Linked DNA regions of Danio rerio: region 2 is linked to region 1. A link is a contact called in public HiCAR-type data. All regions are on one chromosome and are shown on one strand. Each heading gives the region's core, a stretch centred on a gene start, on an enhancer-like site or on the middle of the called end of the contact. The rest is flanking DNA. Distances are from core to core; before and after follow the strand shown.

What was found. HiCAR-type assays count read pairs that join an accessible place to other places.
Region 2: a contact with region 1 is called in a HiCAR-type map of caudal fin, with 4 times the contacts expected there. The contact joins the promoter of ripk4 here to the promoter of zgc:110006 in region 1. A contact is called at or near these places in 4 of 18 Hi-C or Micro-C datasets (caudal fin, gastrula embryo, hematopoietic stem cells and 1 more) and 1 of 4 datasets of contacts at active chromatin or transcription factors (caudal fin).

Annotation. Positions count from the first base shown.
Region 1 is chr10:40,122,112-40,128,885 of GRCz12tu, forward strand. It overlaps zgc:110006, which reads right to left and starts at 2,588. Exons shown (of 5, transcript NM_001020552.1): 1 at 2,457-2,588.
Region 2 is chr10:40,161,737-40,168,510 of GRCz12tu, forward strand. It overlaps ripk4 (receptor-interacting serine-threonine kinase 4), which reads right to left and starts at 3,858. Exons shown (of 8, transcript NM_213078.1): 1 at 3,540-3,858. The coding sequence starts at 3,721.

The sequences.
Region 1 (6,774 bases), core at 1,338-3,837:
TGAACCGCCAACTTATCCAGCAAGTTTTAACACAGCGGTTGCCCTTACAGCCGCAACCCATCTCTGGGAAACATCCACACACATCCACACACACTCATACACTACGGACAATTTAGCCTACCCAATTCACCTGTACCGCATATCTTTGGACTGTGGGGGAAACCGGAGCACCCGGAGGAAACCCACACGTAGGCAGGGAGAACATGCAAACTCCACACAGAAACGCCGAGGTTCAAACCAGCGACCCAGCAACCTTCTTGCTGTGAGGCGACAGCACTACCTACTGCGCCACTGCCTCGCCCAACGATATATAGGTAAAAATAAAAAAGTACACTTACTAATATATATATATATATATATATATATATATATATATATATATAAAGAGTAAGTGCTCATATTTATATTCATGATAAATTTAAAAAAACAACACATTGTTAAATCTAGAAGTTTGAAGAATATTTAAATATTTTAAATTATAATTAATTAGAATTTTGGGGCTGCAATATGATCTTTAAATAGAGGGGATTTTAATTATAGACATATAGGGCTGCACAATATTGGAAAATTTGACATTGTAATGTTGACATTGTAATATAAATTAATCTTTTTCTAAACTTCTTTATGCACTATTAAAATACTTTGAACTCTCTCAAAATGCTTGCATAGTCACAGGCCTTAAAAACACAAGCAATATTTACCTTTCACTCTATTATGCCTATATTCTGCAGTGTCTCCACAAATCTCATGTTTTGACCTGTGGTTCATCTATAATTCCAACCCAACATTGCATATCTTACGGTGCGACTATTGTGGACACAAATATTGCGATATAGATGTTCAAACAATATATTGTGCAGCCCTAATATACACATACATATATACACACAAGCACACACCAATATATATATACATACATACATACATACATACGCACACACACACACATATATACACACACACACACACACACACACACACATTATATATATATATATATATATATATATATATATATATATATATATATATATATATATATTATATACACACACACATATACATACACACACATTTATTTATTTTTATTTTATAAACACGCATACATGTATGTATGGATGGATGGATGGATGTATTTAGATGAATAATTATTATGTTATGCATGTCATTTTTTATGATCGGTCTAATCCTTTGCAAAATATGGATAAAGACTTTATAAAGGATCTGATAATTTAAACTCACAAATGATCATCAGATCACGTTGCAGATATCTTGGGATTTGTCTAAATTTAGTAAATTGATAATGGTTCACTCACAAACGGTTACTTTACTTCACAGTTACAGTATGTTCAACAACTTTAAAGGCATTTATTTGCACTGATATCAACATGATTACACTTTATTCTTGCTAGTATAAAAACTGTATAAATGACTTGTAGAGCTTATTTGATTCAACCACCAAATGTACTGAAACGCGTTTTTCTTCATCATTAACATCACTGTTATAGTTATTACCATGACCTTGCCCTGGTATTTTAACTGACTGTGGGAAGCCTGTATAAACAAATCTTTCTCTTTTTCTCCCCAACAGGTCCAAACAAGCCAAGAAGATTGAAGATCAGTTTTCTTTTGTTCAAACATTTCTTTCTAGCTCTTTGTGTTTGTACCAGAGATGAAACACAGAACAGTTCAAAGCGGTGTCAAGCGTGGGCTCATGTTGAACTTCTTCTGATTATTAAAGTCTTTACACTGAATTACAATATGAGGACAAAGACACTGCAGTTGTGTGTGTCAAACCTACTGTAATGTGCTGCATAGTCAGCTCAAAAGTGCTGCACGTGTCAATGTTGACTACAAAAGCTGCCTATTTATGAGCTACAGCCTGTGGGAATATTTATTTTAGATAACTAGTTGGTATATAAAGTCTCTAAAACATAGTTATTGCTATCATTTATTATTAATGTATCAATTAGTTGTTATTATTATGTAACTGTACTAATGAACTTATCAATTGAATTAAACAAAAATATTTTAGATAATCAAAACCTAAGCTTTGTATGTACATTTGACAAACAGATAATAAATACGATCTAAAACCAATGTTTGCTGTATTTAATATCAGTTTCATGTACAAACGTGAACTTTATTTGTCTAGAAAAGCGGTGTAACGTTACGATAATCAGATTAACGCGGATAAAGCTTGATTATTTTTAGTACTAAAACACTCATATGATATACCTGTTGACCAAACCCGTTTTAAACCCTCGTTATACGACAAAAGACTTTAAATACTAGTTTTCAAGACATTTAGTGTTATGATACACAGCATCAATCGAAACACAAGCGTACGTTAGATCCGTTATCTAGCTAACGATATCTCACAATAAAAAATCCCCAGAAAGCGGCACCTTCTCGAAAGGCAGACGGCACAGACAGGTGTTAATGGTGTTTATTACCTTATTCGTTACGTTGTCAGAAGAATTTTCGAGACAATCCAGGTAAAAACGGGGATATTGGTTGACCTTAGGGGTAAAGCCACGCTGGTGGAGCGGCGGGTGTTGTTGTTGAAGCGGACGGCAAGCAGCTACAAGTACAGCAACGACAAAGACTGCGCTATCAGTCGGGAATAAAGCCACTCTAGTGACGCTGCTGTGTTTGGTCACGTGCTATGTGTGCGGGCCTCTCGTTGGCTTTGGGATTATTAGCGAGCGGTTGGCGAGGTTATCAGAATGGATTGGCTAGGATGGGTGAGGGTAACATTTGCGTATGATTCATTACTTTTATGAGGGGAGTTTAATATTTTTTATGTGTGTGTGTCGATATTTAGTATTTGTTAATTCCATACCCGACTTCGTTGAGTTTATTCATGCACGGAGTTTACGAGAAAATAAGAAATGGGCACACATATTTATACATTTAAAGAGCGCTTCTGTGTTATGAATATTAGACCCGCGTCTGCGAGTGATATGAAGTGGGATGGCAAATCTCAATGGCTCCGCTCCACTTTTGCAGCTTCAGATCGCCTTTTATGCCTTTAGTTTTTATGCCAAGTTCGATGCTTGAGTTTCTTTTGAAACTATTTTCCTTGGCTGGAGAAAAAAATAAAGAAACGTTCTGTCTGAAATATACATTATGTTACACAACATATTACCTATTAACTAGCATTTCTGATTCAGATTTTCTTTATTATTTTCTTTTATTTCAGTTCATATAGGCTACCTTTTCAAAACCATCTGTCCTCGGTCAAAGTTGTGATTAAATTAGTTAATTAATTTTCCTTTGGCTTAGTCTATTTATTTATCACTGGTCAGTGTAATGAACCGCCAGCTTATCCTTATATGTTTTACACAGCGGATGCCCTTCCAGCTGCAACCCATTACTGGAAAACACCCATACACACTTATTCACACACATACACCACTGTCAGTTTAGTTTATTCAATTCACCTATAGTGCATATAGTCCTATCCGAAGCACCAGGAGGAAACCCACGCCACGCGAACACCAACATACAGACTCCACACAGAAATGCCAAGTGACCCAGCCGAGACTCGAACCAGCAACCTTCTTGCTGTGAGGTGACAGTGCTAACCACTGAGCCACTGTGCTGCCCATTGTGATTTAATTTAATTTAATCTTTAAATTCCCTCACATTTTCCAAACAGCATAAGGGATGTTACTGAGTGTGTTAAATTACTTGATTTTATATTTTATAAATATATTTTGCTTGTCCTCTTTATTGGTTGATTTATTTATTTATTTACCAAACCACTAAAGCAGTATCTTATTAATTCATTTTTTTCATTTTTTTACCTAAACTACATTTATTTGTTTATTTATTTATTTATTTAAATAATATTTATTTATTTAATTAATTATTTATTTATCAAACCACTAAACCAGTATCTTAATAATTAACTAATATATATTTATTTTATTTTTCCCAAACCTTGCATTTTGTGTGGAGTTTGTGGTTTTATTTTACCTTAACTGCATTTATTTATTTATTTATTTATTTATTTATTTATTTATTTATTTATTTAAATTGATTTTATAGGGAGTCTACCTTATTTTGCTTTGATTTTTATTTTATCTCCATTTCTAAAACCCCCGTCCACAGAAATGTATTTGTTATTTCTTATTGTTATTTCTCTGTCCATTTCCCTAACCAACCTCTGTAGGCCACGTCGCGACTTAATTATTTGATTTCACATCTATGCAGCCTGCTCACTCATTTACGACAGAAAAAACCATCATAACGCCTGCATCATTTGCGCATGCGGGGAATTCCAGAGGGGAAATTCTCTCTCTCTCTCTCTCTCTCTCTCTCTCTCTCTCTCTCTCTCTCTCTCTCTCCATCACTGAGCAAACCATTTCCATCGCTTTCTCCTTTCCTCCATCATTCATTCTTACATAACTTGAAAACATCAGAGCTGCACGTGCCTCCATGAATGCATTCGCTATTCTGCCGAGGACCCCATTATTCTCAGCAATCATTGATATAAAAAGAAATGGCTTCTGCTTTTGCTTTCATCGTGTGCCAGTTTCCATGGGCCTCATTTGGCATCTCATAGACAGATTGTCTGAGAGCCTCGTGCCAAAATTCATGTGCAGAACAGAGTCATTCTGGCAAATAATCCAGCACTGCTATTAAGAGCACATTTACAAGAAAGACAGACTCTTTTCATTGACAAAAAACAAATACAGTCACTTCTACATTCTCAGATATACTGACTTTCTTCTTAAATCCCTGGTAAAATATGTGACGTACGGTATTAATGAAGCGCTCATTTGCTAATTTTATGCTAATTATGCTATTTTATTGATTAGCGTGTCTTTCCACTGCTCATAGCTTTACTGCTTGTTATATATTAAGTTATAATCTACTACTTTTTATTATAATATTTTTTTTAAATTTGGTCATGTATGTGTGTTTTATGTGTGTATTCTTGTTTGTTATAGTTGAGGTTTCACAGCTGAATTTATTATTATCTAAAATTGGCCATAAACAGAGCTTGAGCACCGACCTGTGGACAGATAGGATACTGCAACATTTCAAAATATTCAGTGTAAATACCATTTGAGGGGACACATGAAGCTCGAAAAGTGGTGGGTTTAAAGTGCACACTGACTTCTGACTTTTAATTTTCGGTCAGCCAGCTCAAAGGCTTCCGGTGAACTGTCGTCCCATACTAAATCGCCGCGTTTAAGATCTGATTTCTTTAAAAATCAGCCATCTTCACTTCCTGACTGATGATATTACTCAAGTGCCCTCCACGGCCGAAAGAGGTCGCACCGCGACGGCATCAATAGAGTACTGATGGTCTGAATCAATGACTGTAAAAAATATGGACGACGCGACAGCCCCTTTTCCCATTGAACGCCTTGAGGGCAAAACACCTGCTTGACGGGCACAAACTGTCGCAAAAGACTGCTGAAATTGGAGCCTTGACATGCGCAGAAGGACTGTCTGATGGAGCCAGAGGAGGAGCCGCGAAAATGAGCAGAGTCGAGCTTCCAACCAAACGCTTTATGTAAAATCAACCACGCCCCCCGAAATTCTCAGCATGCGTTTGCTGTCATATCAACACAAATGGATGTAATAACGTTAACAAATATGAGGGTTTTATATATTCATTCGCGCCAGCTCCGGGCTGATTCCGGCTGGCATGCGGCAGCGCCGGCTCGCTCGGCCGCCGCATCTGGCTCGATTGACTCGGGCTGGAATCGGGCAGTGAGTCCAGGCATCCGGAGTAGGTCCAGCAGATCAGTCAGTCTGAGCTCTGAGGGGTAAGTCTCCGGCAGGCGAAAATCTAGCCGGAACTACTGGCCAGAGTGTATTTTGCTATCGGGGTGGTTAGGCGTGTATCAGCAAATAAAGCCCGAAAAAAGCCCTGACCTTAGCGAATAAACAGTGTTCCACCAGGATCATGTATGTCAGAAACTATAGTTTACTGCTGAACTCATTTTGTCATGGTGAAATAACACAGAAATCGAATAATAACACTTCAGTCTCCTGCCGAAGCTCAGACGCGCTGCTTTGAGAAACTGTCAATCACAGCTGTCAATCACGATGACACGCCCAGCATTAAATTACTGCTAAAAACAAACTGTTTACAAAAATGAAGATCTGCACCTATTTCAGCACAATAACCAGTGCCTTAACCGACCAGAACCATCTTTCGGGACATTTTATTGCAAGTGTAATAAATTTTGTTATTTGGGCTCAAGTCTCTTTCATTAACACGGAGGAGGCGGGCTTTATGACTTGTACTGCAGCCAGCCTCCAGGGGGCGATCTAACGGCCGAGACCTTCACTCAAACGGAGGCTTGCGGCACACTTGGGTCTGAATGCAACGTGCTCTACTACACGGCCAAAAGTGGTGCGGCTGGGCCTTTAAAGAAAGACAGCATTTATTTATGAAGCTGTGTGTTGACTTCAGTTTTTTTTCCACAAGGTGGCGCACTGGAGCGACAAATAATCAGGCTGATAAATCATTTGCAAGTTCAAGGAAGAAGAATGCGGTTCAAGTTAGATCTTGCAGGAAAACGTCCTGAAGGAAACACCTGTATGTTCAAGGCGTCACAGTGAATTACTCACCCTGACATCACCCATCTCTGAAGCCATTTAACTATTTACCTTTTAGACAGTTTATACTTTATAATGGCAGCATTTTTGGAGTTTACATCAGTGTCTGCATTCGCATATCAGAAAGAGCAAAGTACCTCAAATGAAATGCCCATGTCTTAAACTTTAAAGTCTTCATGCAATAAT
Region 2 (6,774 bases), core at 2,608-5,107, 41 kb after region 1:
TTTGCATGTTTTAAGGAAAAGCTTGTTTGATTATATCTTTTCTTTTCTCTAAACAAAACTACAGAAAATACTTCTTGATTTAAGAACTTGTAGATAATTGGACTACAAACAAGAGAAAAACTCCATGCAAGAAAAGCATTTCATTTTTTGCAGTGTCATAGATGTTTCTTGAGCATTAAATCACGTTTTGTTTTCTGAAGGATCATGTGACACTGAAAACTGAATTAAAAGTCAGAGTTGCACTACATAAATGAATTAGATTTTAAAATACATGAAAATAGCAAATAGTTAGAATTAATTAATTCAATATTTCAGCATTAAGGGTCAGATAATGTATTTTTGTTTTCAATATAATTGCTATTTTCTTTCAGTCCTACATATCTAAGCTTATGTAGTCATATGGCCAGAGGTGTTTTAGAGACATACATAACAAAAAAAAACTGCTGAAAAGGACTGCATTCATGCACACCGGAGACTATTGAAATGTTTATCTACAAAGGAAATCATATCATACCATCAGACGTTTAATGATCGTATATAAAATTAAATTTCACAAAGACGGTTTCAGAAAGAGTCAGCATGATACTGCATCTGCTTGTTCAGTGGCTTGACTCGTGAGTCAGTGGGTTGATTAGTAAGACTTATATAAACAACTTGGGCCAGATCTGGTCATTAAAAATTATTTTACAGACGTTCAGTATGAAGTGCATTAAGGAAGACTGGAAATACAGGGTCATGAATTTCTTAGGGTAAATGTAGGTGCTCACAGAAGGCCTAATGTTAGTGTATGTGGATATAAATGTATAATTTAAAGTGGTTTATCCTAATAAATAAACAGAAATTTATATATTAATCAATGGTTTTAAGTACACAGTATTTTTCAGTACTGTAAACATTCTCTAAATACTTTCTAAATAACTTCTTATATTTAGCAAAGGGAACTAGAAAAGGTAAATAGAGCAAAAGTGGCAGCATATCATGTTTCATCTCAATTATCTATAATATTAAGGCATAACATTAAGATTAAATATTACTTATATTTACGCATTTGTGTGTGTGGGTCAAATAATAGTAAGCATATGAGATATGTACTGTGTATTGTGTATATGTATACAGCACACACACATTTATAGTTGTGTGTGCGTGCGTAGTTGTTTGTTTTGTGTAAATAATCTGATCAGCTTTTAATGATCGATAGGTAGCTCCATACTGCAAAATTTATCATGAATAAAATAAAATACAACAAAGCTAAAATAAAATCACTTTAAAGCTGTAATGCTATTTTACAAACAACACACACATGACCCTTCAAAAAAAACAAAAACAAAGACAAAGAGTCGTGTGTGTGTGTGTAACTGCAACATCTGTGCGCATACCAAAGCTCTGTCTAAGGTCTATGTATGGCAGGTTACCGGGAAACAAAGCTCACATACAGCCACTCCTTGTCATGTCAGGACAGAGTTAAAGTGGAAAACGGCTGTAGTGTAAAATGCAAGTCTTTCGTCAGAGTCTGATATTCAGGGTGTCTTAAAGTGTGTATTTTTGATGATAAGGTGGGGGGGCAGATTCATAGCTGGAGGCAGTACATTATCAGTACTTTCCTAACACAAAACACTGAATCTTTTAGCATGCCAGCATAACAAACAGTCTGAATGGAGAATATAGACTTAATATTGATGTAAAGTTGGTTCACACGTTCTGACTTTCACCTTCTTTCTTTGCAAATACTAAATAGGGAAATGATATTAGCGGCCAATGACTATCAACATTGCTCACAGTAGGTTAAATAGTGCTAATGCTGTTGTGAATTCATACTTAGATGCAATTTCACACCCAGTATTAAAAGTAAACAATATAGAGACCTTGTCACAAGTTGTGCTTGTAACAGTACGTCATTAAAATTAATCTGTGTTAGCATTTTTAAATTCAGCTTTGGTGTTTTATTGAACGGCAAAGTCGGAATGTGTGAATATAAAACCTCAATAGACTTAATTATTATCATTAAAATATACAGTGCTCAGCATAATTCAGTACAGCCCATTCTGAAAATGAATATTTTTATCCATTTCTCAGTGAATACAGGCAATGTATTTTGGTGCATTTAAACGAAACAGCTTTATTAAACAGATTTATTTATTAAAATAATACTTTAGTCATCAAACATGTTTAGAAAGTGAAAGATTATACAAATTAATGTAAGCAAAATAATGCAAAAATAACTACAAACTACAAAATTTTAACTTTTTTTTTTTTTACTCTTTTAGCTAGACGAGCCACTCTTATCAAATGGGAACAGGTACTTCCTCCATCACATGACATGTGGATCTGAAAAATCTTTGAGACTTGCGAAATTAAAATGTTTACTTGCAGGATCTCTCAAATCTTTTTACAAGACCTGGAACAATATTTTAGACTATATCAAAGGCTTACCCTGTTCAGTTGATATCAGTTCTAATATACAGTATTTAATTGGAAAGAGGATATATTGACGACTCAATGCAAACTTTTCAATATTTATTAATTTATTAAATAATTAATTTTACTGTTTTATTGCAGACTTGCTCATTTATTATTATTTTTGAAGAATATCTTTTAATTTTATTTTTCTCTTTCTATCAGAGGATATGTTTGTTTATAATTCATAAATGTTATATATTTTATTTTGGGGGGATAGTGGAAAAATAAGAAAACTAAGACAGTCTGTGATTTTTCCTATGTTGTATTCTATACTACGATGTATGGTCTTGTTAAACACCAATATTTGTTTTTAAAGTGCAAAAAAAAATTTAATTAAAATTTCAACTAATTTTTTATAATTTTTTGCTTCTCTTGATTTTTCCTCTTTTTTTTATTTGTATTGAATATTTTTTATATAACATATAAATTTGAGTGTACTAGTTTTTGGACCGTTATAGTAAGTTATTTAGTTAGATAACCTCCAGATTTGGCTTCAGTACTGACTAATCTAATGTATATGCACAACTATAATATTGTACAGCTTCCTATTAAAACTATGAATTTAAAAGATTTGTGAGGGCTGTACTTATACATGCTGAGCACTGTACATCTCATATGACACAAACAAAAGTCATTTTACACTTAAAATCCATGAAAAACACACTGAGGTAAAGTTGGTTTTATATTCGCACATTCTTTCAGTGATAACTTGCCCATATATTGTTTATTAAGCTATATACAGAATATTGGTTCTGAAATCTCATGCATGTATGACTTCAAACACAACATGGTAGCACAACATAGTACTTTGATAGTCTATATTTTAGAATTTGCAAACATTACTTAACTGTACTTATGTTCAGAAGGTGAAAGTCTGATTGTGGGAATATAAAACCAACTTTACCCCAAAGAAAAACACACCAACTCATGATTGTTTCAAAGCAAACTCTTATCTGCAGTACAGCATTAACACAAACAAACTTCACTTGCCCTTCACATGATTGTGTTTATCAAACACACACACACTTTAAACACACTTCTAGACGCTAAAAAGAAAGATATAATGAACTAAATGTACTCACTTGTCATCAGAATGAAGGCTGGGAGGGCATTTGATGGCCAGCCATGTTTTCCACTGCATGTGTCGTACTTTGTACACCTGTCCGAAGCCGCCGGAGCCAATCTTTTCCCAACTCCCAAACTCTGAAGCGTCAAAAGTTTTCAGAAGCCCCATAATCCCTGGGGAATTCTCTGGGACGTCCATTTTCCAAACTGTGAAGTAAGATCCTGTACGGTTCTGTTTTTCACATAAAATAAAAAAAGGTTTGTGTGTGTGAAAGACTAGCAGGTTGTGAACTGCTGTTCCTTGTTTTTTTCTTCTCCCTGTCTGTACTGAGAGCTTGTGTCTGTCTGGCTCTACCCCTCAGCTCAGGTAAGAGAAAGGAGGAGCCTAATGACATAACTTCCTGTGCCAAGAACACACCTACGCCTACACACACACACACACACACACACACAAAAGTAGCAGAATCAATTGCCTAATCTAGTCCTGACGACACTTATGTCTGTTTATATGCTAAAGGGCATCGCTGACACCCTGTTTATCCACTTTTTTCAACTCGACTACATCTAATACAGCGCCAGAAGTTACAAACATCTCAGCTTTCTGCTCACAAAGCCTGGGAATTATATTGGACGCGGTTATCCAAGCTTGTGGAATGCTGGTTTTCACCCAACACCTTTATAACCTGAGATCTCCATGATGTTCGGATAGTCTCTTAACCCCCCCTAAAGAAATACACAAGTTCTCTGGGATTACTCAACACTGTGCTGGTTTTGTGATATGGCTAAAAGAGTTGTTTGGAATGTTAACAACAACAAAGGCCAAAAAAACGAAGAGAAAAAAGGAAAATAGTCTTACATATTCAGGTTTATATTAGCCGGAGGTTCAAGTATGAATGAACACAATAGTTTAGTTGTAGCTTTAGGGTACCGTTTACTCATTTTACACTGATCTGACTGAGTTTACGTCTATTAGACCTTTAAAATAAATCACCACAGCGTTCTCAAGTCCACATAAGTGAGTCACGAATCACGATGAATAGTTTTTAGATCCATTATGACTCAGCAAATTATCATACATCTTAAATAAATGGCAAATCTTTCCTTCTAGGATTTTAAAAAGCTGAGCAGGTGTACTCATGGGAATGTTTGTGTTATTGTGATTGACATCTATGCGTCTAATTTATCAGCATTATCAAATATGGCTGAGCAACCAGTTGTGTGCAATCTTTTACACGTCTCGTGTTGAATGATTGATAGGTTATCATTTTTAGCAAGTAAAATGTCTATAAATGTCCACCTTGTGGCTCACGTGTCTTTTTGTTGTGGAATCTTAGTGATTATTATCAATTCAGTGTAAAAATAACATTGTTTTTTTGGAAACTGTAATGTTTCCTGAACTTAAGCAACTTAGCTTTACTATTAAATTATATTATTCATTTTCTTCCGGCTCAGTCCTTTAATTTATCAGGGGTCACCACAGTGGAATGAATTGCCAACTATTCCAGCATATGTTTTACACAGCGGATGCCCTTCCAGCCGCAACCCAGTACTGGGAAACACCCATACACACTCGCATTCACACACACACTCATACACTACGGTCAATTTTCATTCATTCATTCATTCATTCATTTTCAGCTTAATCCCTTTAATAATCAGGGATCGCCACAGAGGAATGAACCGCTAACTTATCCAGCATATGTTTCACACAACGGATGGCCTTCCAGCTGCAAACCATAACTGGGAAACACCCATACACTCTCGCATTCACACACACATACATGCATTATCAGTTTTCATTCATTAATTTTCTTTTCAGCTCAGTCACTTTGTTAATCAGGGGTTGCCACAGTGGAAAGAACCGCTAGCTTATCCAGCAACCATGTGTTTTACACAGCGGATGGCCTTCCAGCTGAAACCCAGAACTTGGAAACACCCATACACACTCACATTCACTCATACACTACTGAAAATTATGTTTACCCAATTCACCTATAGCGCATGTCTTTGGACTGTGGGGGAAACTGGAGAACCCGGAGGAAACCCACGCCAACATGGGGAGAACATACACACAGGAACGTCAACAGACCCAGCTGAGGCTTGAATCAGTGACCTTCTTGCTGTGAGGCAACAGTGCTAACCACTGAGCCACCATGTCACCTTTATATCATTAAAAAATAATTTATTACATTATATTATATTGTTTTAAGGAACAGCTAAATTTTAATCCTCATTAAATGTTTTACCCAAACAATAAAAGCTATGAAGATTTGATAATGAAATTGGTGCATCTAAATATCACCTTAAATTTAAACCACCTTAAACCTTAAACCACCATTTATTTTATGAAATTAGCCTATATTGTTATAAAAATCTAAATAATACAGTAGATTTTCATTTGTTTTGGCTATATGTAGAATTTCACTGATTTGTGGCTATATAAATTGCAACATCTGCATCAAATTGCATATTTGTGTGCTTTTATTATTATTATTAGAACCTTTATTTTACCGGGTAAAGCACAATGAGATTAAAAATCTCTTTTACAAGAGCGTCCTGACCAAGATTAGGCAGTATACAAATCGTGTTGGTTTAACAAACAAACAAAAACAAATAACAGGTAACATAATTTATCCATTAAAACGATAACAGTTACAGCTACAGGCCCATGCTTCAAACTCCAAATCATTTAAAATCTATTTAAAAGCATATAGTGAAACCAACTCTTTAAACTGCAACTTTGTCTGGAAGTTATTCAGAGCAAAAGGTGATGCACATTTAAGCTCTTTTCCCATTTCAGTATGCACCACTAGTACAGACAATAAAGAAACTTCCTGAAGGCTATAGCTAGAGACAGGTTTTTACAAATGTAAGTATGGAGATATGAGGGGAGTAAACCCAGAATAGATTTATAAACAAAGATATACAAATACTTGAGCCTTAGAGTGGACAAAGCAGACCATCCTACCTGAGTGTACAACACAAAATAATGAGTGAGGGATTTAGGATTTGTTATAAACCTCAGTGCACCATGGTAAACAGTGTCTAAAGCAATAAAATAGCAGAATATTTAAAAAATTGCAATATGAAGTAGTAGACGAACCACGTCTGAAAAATAGATTCATTTGAGGTTAAACATAAGCTGTGAAAGCTTGAGCTGCATTAATTTACAGTAAAATGATTTGATATTTTCTGCACTGTGAGTTAAAATGTAAAGTTAGTTGAATTTACTTGATTATTCGAGTAAATGTC